Regions from separate parts of the Oryctolagus cuniculus genome. Here regions 1 and 2 are each linked to region 3. The links are chromatin contacts, called in public Hi-C maps. All regions are on one chromosome and are shown on one strand. The core of a region is the stretch at or near the end of the contact, and the rest is flanking DNA. Distances in the headings are between cores, read along the strand shown.

The links. Hi-C and Micro-C count contacts between places; a contact is called where the count stands out from the background.
Region 1: a contact with region 3 is called in a Hi-C map of an unstated tissue, with 2.8 times the contacts expected there. The contact joins the promoter of KLHDC8B here to the promoter of NICN1 in region 3. A contact is called at or near these places in 3 of 6 Hi-C or Micro-C datasets (ear pinna, psoas muscle and an unstated tissue).
Region 2: a Hi-C map of psoas muscle shows a contact between it and region 3, with 5 times the contacts expected there. The contact joins the promoter of APEH here to the promoter of NICN1 in region 3. A contact is called at or near these places in 4 of 6 Hi-C or Micro-C datasets (ear pinna, psoas muscle, skin fibroblasts and 1 more).

What each region holds. Positions count from the first base shown.
Region 1 is chr10:100,011,599-100,014,741 of mOryCun1.1, reverse strand. It overlaps KLHDC8B (kelch domain containing 8B), which reads left to right and starts at 1,327. Exons shown (of 6, transcript XM_070050831.1): 1 at 1,327-1,609; 2 at 2,715-3,143. The coding sequence starts at 2,850. CIMIP7 (ciliary microtubule inner protein 7) reads right to left here. Exons shown (of 8, transcript XM_008260646.4): 7 at 2,607-2,758; 8 at 64-218. The coding sequence ends at 182.
Region 2 is chr10:99,590,180-99,593,195 of mOryCun1.1, reverse strand. APEH (acylaminoacyl-peptide hydrolase) reads left to right here and starts at 1,723. Exons shown (of 22, transcript XM_002713192.5): 1 at 1,723-2,048; 2 at 2,124-2,256; 3 at 2,720-2,846. The coding sequence starts at 2,037. BSN (bassoon presynaptic cytomatrix protein) reads left to right here. Exons shown (of 13, transcript XR_007921917.2): 13 at 1-247.
Region 3 is chr10:99,817,039-99,819,983 of mOryCun1.1, reverse strand. NICN1 (nicolin 1, tubulin polyglutamylase complex subunit) reads right to left here and starts at 1,468. Exons shown (of 6, transcript XM_002713185.5): 1 at 1,208-1,468; 2 at 54-230. The coding sequence starts at 1,339.

The DNA.
Region 1 (3,143 bases), core at 78-2,577, 190 kb before region 3:
CCCCCTGGGGAGGGAGAGGAGGAAGCGCACATAAAAAGCAAAAAAGCAGCAGGAGGAAGCTAAGGCCATCAGGAGTATATTTTTGAAAATACCAGCAAGATTTCAGTTGAGGACAAATAGGGATCCCTGGTTTTAGCTTTATGGTGTTCCATGGCTAAGAGCGATTTTGGGGAAGCAGTGACTACAGACGAACACGGCAGATGAATAAGCAGTGGGGCCTGTGAAGACAGAAGGCTTCAAGAATTTGGTCAGGGAAACTATAGGGGCCTGGGGCGTTTGTAAGTGCCTGATTACTGGAAAGGAATGGGAGGAGGTTTGGGTCAATGTTAGAGGGTCTTCTGGTGGTGTGAGCACTGTGTTGGGGGTGGCACCAGTGCCCCAGGTGAGGTGCAGGTTGGGAGTGAAGTAGGGTGGGAGGATCGAGGCCCTCCAGTTGGGGATCCCTGCAGTCTGTGAGGAGCCCTGACACAACCGACCCTACGTTGCCCTCTGACTCTGCTGGCCCCTGAAAGGGCTGACGGCTTTCTCTGGGAGGCCACAAAGAAGTCACGCGGGCCAGAATGTTAATGCCCCCACACAGCTGATCAGGAGTTGAGAATGCGTACTTCAGCTCCCTTGCTCTGGGGAGCAGCGATCACGTGAGGTCCATGTTCTGTGCTGGTGCCTAGGATCTGTCCCTGGCTGCTGGCAGCGGCACCTCACTGGACGACAGACACCTCCTTCATTGCCTGCTGTCTCCTTGCTGCCCCTCCACTGGAACTTCTGGCCTCATCCTCCACACTAAACACATGCGCTTGTATCTTTGTCTCCGTGTCTGCTTTGGACGTGAAAGGCATCACAGCAGTGAGCAAAGACAGCTGCAAGGACCTCTTCCGGCAGGTATCCTTGGGCCCGGCTAGAAACCTCAGCTGACAGTCTGAGTGCCCGGGAGGTGTGCTGAGCCCTTTTCACACCAGTCTGTTCTTGCCTGATCCCTGAGTTGGCTACAGGCAGGCCCAGGATGGTGGGGGTGGAAGTCATAAAGTGCCTTGAGCCCCAGGGTAGCCCAGGCCTAAGGCCAAGGTGCCCATGTGGCAGGTTCCCTGGCCTCTGGCTCTTCCCTGGCCCTTGTTCAGAGCGACCCTTCTCTCCAAGGCCTGTACAAAGACCCTGAGGCCGGCACTGTGTTCCACTCCGTCCTCCCAGCAGCCTCAAAGCTCGCTACAGAACCTATCCTGCGCCTTGCTTGTCAGTCGGGTAAGGGCTGCCCAGTCCTCCTTCCCCATCAAAGGCCCGGGCCACGTCCCCAGCGGCCTCCAGGGGGCGCCGCCGCGGAGTCCTTCTTCTGGCTCCTTAGAGCTCAGCGACGGTGGGAGGGCGACTGCTCCTCAACCCCCCACCCCACCCCCCAACAGCTTCCGCAGCAGGACTCCAGGGCCTGCACGCCCAGGCCGGGTCTGGCTCAGAACGACGCCCCCCTCGCTATACACATATTGTGCCGCTCACTGCTGCCTCATTTCTACCCGCGCCTGAGCCCGGATCTTAAATCCTGGCAGGCCCGCTGTCCACATGTCCGTTTGTCTGTACCTTTGTGTGCCACCATGGATTGGCGCGCCCTGCCCCGGCCGCGGTACGTGCAGGGTTAAGGCGGGAGGAGGTCTCCCCGAGTCGGGGTGGGGGGGCGAGGGGCGGGCCCGGCCCAGCCCCGCCCCGCGCCGGAGCCTTGCGGGAGCCCCGCCGGAGCCCGGCTTCAGCCCTAGCCAGAGCCGGCGTCAGTGGAGGCGGAACGGCGGGCCCCGCGCCCCGGCGACACCGGAGCCCCTGCCGGTGAGTCCCGCGGGAGCCGAGCTCGGGGGAAGTTTGGGGCGTGGGGCGTAGAGCCTCAAGCGCGTTCACCCAGACCCGCCCCCCCTCCTCGAGCTGGAAGTTTGGGGCCAGGAGGCCCCCCCCCTGCCAAGGGTCCAGGAGTGGAGCCCTCGTGGGAAAGGGGAGGCTGAAGAACACAGGTGATCGGCTGTGCGGGTTCCCAGAGCCCAGCTGCCGGCTGCTCACTGCTGCGGGAAACGCCCCTGACTCCGGGACCTTAGAGTCGGGGCTCATGAGCTTCCCCTGCAAGCCCCCCTCCTTCTGGACACCCTGGAGCCTGATGGCCTGCACAAACCCCTGAGGGTGGACCTCAGGGAAATGTGGAACCCTGGCGTCCAGCTCCCCTGTTCCATTGATCGCGGGCTCTGGCTGGTTGCTGGTGGGAGTGGCAGAACCCTGTGGAATGGCCTCCGAGGGTGTTGTGAGGATTCCCTGGGGTCTGGCCTCGACAGCGGGTGAGGGGCCTGAAGGCTGGTCCCAGGCTGCCCAGGCACTGCTGCAAACCAGTCAGGGGAGGCTACAGTAGGTCTCCTTTCACGTAGAAGGGTGCTGGGATGGAAAGTCCTGTTCCAGTCACCGTGCCTCCCACCCAGACAGGATGTGACCGAGCTACTCCTGGGCATCAGGGCAGGGGAGTGGAAGAGACTCCCCGGGGCAGTCTTCGTAGGCAGATGCTCGGTGTCTAGGGTCCCGCCTCCCTCCAGCTCCAGGAGGGCCGCCCTGATGTTACCCTAGCCAAAGCAGTGGGTCCTCCCCCTTACCTTTCACACCAGAGATTACGAGCCGGCCCTGCCCTCAGCTGCAGGCTGCTCATATTTGCTGAGGGGCTGATCAGCGGCCCTGACCCTAGTTCTTGCTCTCTTCTGCAGGTGAAGGCGAGGTCTCTGGACTGGTTAGACTCCCTCTTGCAACTCTGGTGGAAGCAAGATGAGCCCCTATGGTGGCGCCTCAGTGAGGCCTGCAGCCTGAGCAGATAGCATGGCCTGCCACTGGCAGTGAGAGACATGGCTGCAGGAGGTGGCCGGGCCTTTGCTTGGCAGGTGTTCCCCCCCATGCCCACCTGCCGGGTGTATGGCACAGTGGCACACCAGGATGGACACCTGCTGGTGCTGGGGGGCTGTGGGCGGACTGGACTACCCCTGGACACCGCTGAGACACTGGACATGGCCTCGCACACATGGCTGGCACTGGCGCCCCTGCCCACTGCCCGGGCGGGCGCAGCTGCTGTGGTTCTGGGCAAGCAGGTACTGGTGGTGGGCGGCGTGGATGAGGCCCAGAGCCCAGTAGCTGCTGTGGAG
Region 2 (3,016 bases), core at 474-2,973, 230 kb after region 3:
CCTCCTCTTTCCCTTCTTTCTTTCTCTCCTTCTTCATTTGAGGGGGGAAGAGTGCTGTACAAAGTCACACAAACAAGTTTACAGTTGTAAGTGCAATGACCCGAGTCCTCCAGCCGCCCTCGTGAACTGTGTGCCGTCCTCCCGTGCTCTGTGAGAACTTGTGGTACTTTCAGTGTCCCTCCCCCTGCATTGTGACAAGGTAATTCTGTGGTATCAGAATAAAAAGACTTGATATAAACAATCCACACACTGTCTCTGGGTTGGTTTCTAAAGTGGCAAGGCTTCACCAAAGGAGCAAATCACCAAGTTCGTGTCATGGTTAAAGGGAAGAGATGCGGAAGGGCTGGCGTGCCTGTGGCTGAATTCGCACCAAGTCAGTCAAGCCACAAGGGACCCCCCACAGAGGTGGAGGCTCCAAGCTTGGACCTGCACAGTGGGCGTCCAGGCTGCACACACAGCTTTCTGCGATCTTGTGCTGGGAAGACAGGTGAGCAGCTGCTGCCCCCTGGTGCTGCTAACGAGTCCTACACCTGCTTGCCCTGCTCTGCCGACTCCCAACTCCCACCTCATAACCCAGAGTTGCCAGAAAATTTTAAAAACACAGATAAATGAAAGGAATACCGTCGTCTGTTGTCGACCATCCCCTCTCTGGCCCTTCCCCTAGAGTTAACATCTTGAGACATATCCTTCCTTCCTGTCTTTCACCTTCAGCAGAGGCCACGGTGCAGAACATCCTATTTGCTGGCCTTCCGTTTATTTCTACGTGTTCACTGCGCAGTGCCCAACCCCAGAGACACACCAGGGGAGTTTACAGCCAGTCTGCTGCACACACTCCGAGGGACAGGCACCATATACTCCATTTTCCTAACACAAACAACGCTTGATGAACCTCCCGGTTTCCAGAGATGGCTGGGGTCACTCTTGGACTCCTGGTTCTGGCCTTAACAGTCCTGCACACACTGAGTGCTCAATAAATGCAGGTGACCTCTGAATGCAGGGATGGTTTTTACTTAACCACTAATGTTCAAGTAATGATGTCGCTGTTAGGGAAGGGGAGGCTGCAGGCCAGGCAAGTGGAATGTCAGTCAAAGGCAAGGCAGAGTGCAGGGACCTAGGTGTGAAAGCAGGCGGGCTCGAGGGGGAAGAAGGGGCCGTCCCAGTTGGCCTGACTGCGGTGCAGCCTCTCCAGTCCCGTGCCACTTGCCGAGGAAGCCTGCCTGTCCAGGATCTTTGTTTCCACAGGAAGCTCCCTTGGCCTAGGAGGGGCCTGACCCCCACCAGGCCCTCTGCACCCAAGAGCTCGGGCCCACCGGCTCACCATCCCCAGCAAGGCGCCCCTGCGAAGAGCCGGTGAGGGCTGCGGGGACTGATAACTCATGGGTCAGGTCTGGTGGCCGATAAGCCCAGACAGCACCCTGTGAGCCCCGCCCCCGTGCCTCTTTGCCCTCCCCCGCCCCCCCCCGCCATGCCACAACTCCGCTCCGCCCGGACCTAGCCTCGTCCCGACCTCTGCCCGGGAGGCCCCCAGGATGGGGAGCGACCCTGCAACCGGCCCTGCAGCCCACCTGGCCCGCCCCACCCGCTTCCTCAAGTCTTCATTGGTCGGCATTCCTCTCAGGCCCCACCCTCCCAGTGCTCTGGCCTCACCCTAGTCTCACGCTGGCCCTGTCGATCCTCCCCGACAACCTGCCCCTGCACGCCGCCTCCAAAGGGCCGCCCCTTTCCTCGGAGATCCCACTGCCTCCCCTGTCAGTCAGCGGCGGGCAGCTCGACCCGCAGACCCCGCCTCCCACCAGCCCCGCCTCGCCCTGCCCCGAAAGGCCTGCGGCTCTCCTCAGGGTCCCCTCCTCCTCTCCGGGACTTTTCCCTCAAGGTCCCGCCCCGTCTGCCAACGGCCCTCTGCCATTCGTCGAAGGCCCGGCTCCCAGATCGCCTCCGGGCCGTAGCGGAAACAGGCCGGGCCGCCCCAGGCTACGCCCCGCGAGGCCTCACTTCCGGGCGCTTGCACGCGCCGCTTCGCCCCGCCTGCGGAGACTATGGAGCGTCAGGTGAGGGCTCGGCCCGCGGTGCCCGTGGTCCGTGCAGCCCGGGCCGGGCCTGAACCTGGTGTGTCCCCTGCGCAGGTGCTGCTGAGCGAGCCCGAGGAGGCGGCGGCGCTGTACCGGGTCCTTAGCCGCCAGCCCGCGCTGAGCGCCGCCTGCCTGGGCCCGGATGTCACCACGCAGTACGGGGGCCGCTACCGGACAGTGCACACTGGTGTGTGTACAGTGGGGAGCTGGGTGGCAGCGGGGCCGTACACTCTGGGGGCGTAGAGGGGGCGTGTGGGGCTCGCTGCGTGACCGTGCACGCGAGTGTGTGGAGAAGCCGGGGCTTGGAGGGTAAGCCCCCCAAGGTTCCTGCACAGGGGTGTGCGGGGCGTTACCAGGCCGTGCCCAGGAGTGCGAGAGTCGAGGGTGTGGGAGTCGAACTTTGACCTGGGTGCTGAGTGTGGGCCTTCCTCGGTCACGTGCCAGGCTGCCCTCAAGACTCTAGGCTGGGTGCTGGAGGCAGTAGTGAGTTGTCTCCAAGAGGCTGGGCTGAGCGTGGCCAGCGTGGGCCAGCCTGCACCCAGGGTGTCTGGAGAGCGGTTGGGGAAGGTGGATCTGGGCATGCCTGGGCTAAGGGACAGTGGCCAGGACTGGCCAAGACAAGTTGAGCCGTCTCGCACTTCCCCTCACAGAATGGACCCAGAGGGACCTGGAACGCATGGAGAACATCCGATTCTGCCGCCAGTACCTGGTGTTCCACGATGAGGATTCAGTGGTGTTTGCAGGGCCTGCAGGCAGCAGTGTGGAGACCCGGGGGGAGTAAGTGTGAGGGAGGACTGTCACGGACAAGGCCACCGCCGTCTAACGCAAGCCTTTGCGAAGGCTCGCCAGGTGCCTGGCTGTGCGTGGGCCCAGAGCGAGGCCGGGAGCCGCGCTCCTGCCCTTGGGAGCTCATCGGCTCTCCGGTGACATGGTCCGCACCAGAGGCA
Region 3 (2,945 bases), core at 219-2,718:
GTCCACAGGCCTCTCATCTGGGCTGCCCCTGGCCATGTTGTGGCCCAACTGACCTGGTGGTGGAACAGCGATACATACTCCTGGGCTCCCTCCTCACTGTGTGGGTCGGGCATCAGACAGTAGTCCCGAAGGCAGGTCACCCATCTGGCTGGTGTGTGCGGTGCAGTTTGTTGTCGGACACGGATGGTCAAAAAAGCCGTGTAGTAATTCTTAAAGGTGATCTCCTGCAGCTAGAACACACACAACCCACCACCACGACTCAGATCCAGATGCAGGCCCAGGCCCCGACAGACTCAAAGGCACCATCTCCTCCATCCTTTTGGAAGACAGACTTCCATTAAACAACTTCACAAGCATCACTGGGGCCCACAGAGGATCTCACTTCCCTACCGGTCCTCACAGTGTAAATAAATAGGCCAGACAAACAAAACACAGCTGGGCTCTTGCCACACGCCCAGGGTGCTGCTAGAGCTCAGAGCCCCACCCTGGAGGAAAGTGCACAGCAGAGGCAAGAAAGAGGAGTTTGCTACGGTAATGTAAGAGCAGCACCTGAAGCAGCAGCACGCGGGGAGGGAGCCGGCCACCCCTGCAGCAGCCAGTGATTCAGCCTGGCTAGCGCACTGGTTGCCCTTGCTGGGCTCACATCAAAATCACCCAAGACAATTTTTTAACAACATGGATGTCCAGGCTCTACCTCAAACTTACTGAATCAGGAATTTCCGGGGTTGGGCCCTTTAATTTAAGTGTCCCAGAAAATAGAAAGGAACAGGTTAGGGGAGGACCACGCAGGGCACATGGGGCTGAGAGGTAGCAGAGCAGCAGAGAGTGACTCCAAATGCCAGGCTTTGTCCTCTGCATTGAAGACATGAGTCACCCACTTAGAAGGATTCTGATGAAGACTGGGTTGCATCTGACCACTTGGGGACAGGGTTGTAGGAATGAAGAGGCAGGATTAGGAGTGAATTATTGTTTAAGGTCCCATGCTGTGGCCAGGGACAAAATGACCCCTCGCCTATCTCTGGAGATAGGGAACAGATGTTGAAGTTCTAGTCTACGTGATAACCGAAAGAATAAACAAATGAATGGTTAACAAATCCACCAGGGCAAGCGACCCTGCTGGGACTCTATAAAAGACTAAGTGGCTGGGAAACGCCCTCCGGGTCAGCCCCGCCCCGGAGGCCCGGTCGCGCCCACTGGGCTTGCTCACCTGGAAAGGTGCGACGCTGGGGAAGGTGACATCGATGACCAGCACGCCAGGCCGGCCTTGGGAAGTCCGCACGTCGCCCACCTGCAGGGCTACAGTGCCTTTCACATGGCAGGGCACCAACACCCGCGACATGGTGCCAGCAGCACGGACCAAGCGCAACCACCGCTCGGGGGCTCCAATCGCTGGTCCTTTCGGGCGTTTCGAGTCTAATCCCAAGAACTACAACTCCCGGGAGCCATCGCGCTCAGCCAGGCCAGCCAATCACCGATGCTCAGGGCGGGCCGGAAGTCGGAAGTGCCTGGGGACCTCCCCCTGCAGCCCATGCCAGTTGGAGCCTTAGAGCATAGTGCGGGCCGCGCCCCTAACGGCCGTGTTGTTCCAGGCCCTAGTTTACCCTGGGGCCGCTCGGCGCTTCTGGTCTCTCTCTTTTGTGTCACTGAGCTGTCGTCAGGTAAAGCATATAAAGACAAGAACACAGATGAGCGTAGTGACTGGCTGACCTTAAAGGCAAAAGCAGATGTTAGCTATTAAAGAAAAAAGCCCAAGTATTTTAATAGGTAATTTCAGAATAAGCCCCTGAAGGGATGCCTAGTTTTTTTGTTGTTTGTTTTAATCAAAAAACTACAAATTGGGGCTGGCGCTGTGGCGCAGCGGGTTAACGCCCTGGCACCTCTCTCTCTCTCTCTCTCTCTCTCTCTCTCTCTCTCTCTAACTCTGCATCCCATATGGCCGCCGGTTCTAGATCCAGCTCTCTGCTCTGGCCTGGGAAGGCAGTAAAAGATGGCCCAAGTCCTTGGGCCCCTGCACCAGCATGGGAGACCCGGAAGCAGCTCCTGGCTCCTGGCTTTGGATCAACACAACTCCAGCCACTGCAGACATTTGGGGAGTGAACTATCGGACGGAGGACTTCTCACTCTCTCTGTCTCTCTCTGCCTTTCTTCTCTCTGTGTAACTCTGTAAATAAATCTTTAAGGAAAAAAACCCTACAAATTAGAACCTTCACACAGACACTAAACTGATTAAAAGGCTGGCATGGGGTTGTGGTTCAGGGTTGAGCCGCTTGGCCTTCCACATCAGAAGACCGGTTGGAGCCGACTGCTCAGTTTCCCTGAATGCACCGGGAGGCAGCAGGTGCTATGACCCAAGCGCTGGGCACCTGCCACCTACTCGGGAGACCCAGGTGGAGCTCCTGGCTCCTGGCTTCAGCCTAGCTTAGACCTGGCTGTTGCCGGCATTTGGGGAGTGAACCAACGAATGGATGATCTCTCTCTCTCTCTCCCTTTGAAACAAACATTTTTAAATAGTATAATAAAAACTCCTGCCATCCCCTATCCCTGGCATCTTCAGTCCAGTTGCCTCCTGCATGCTGCCTTCTTCCTCGCCTGCTCTGGGGCCACTGTCTGCCCCGGACAGTATAGCTTACTCCTCACCACTTTCTGCTCTTCCATTCTACCTTCAAGTATTTTAATTTTTTTAAAGACTTATTTATTATTTTAAAGGCAGGGTGACCGAGTAAGGGGAAGAGAGAGAGAATTTTGCCATCTGCTGATTCGTTCACTCCCCAAATGCCTGCAACAGCCAGATCTCAGGCTGAAGCCAGGAGCCAGGAGCTCCGTCCTGGTCTCCCTTGCGGGTGGCAGAGACAAAAGTACTTGGGTCATCTTCCACTTTATTCTCAAGTGCATTAACAGAAAGCTAGATTGGAAGTGGAGGAGTCAGGACTGGAACTGGCACTCCA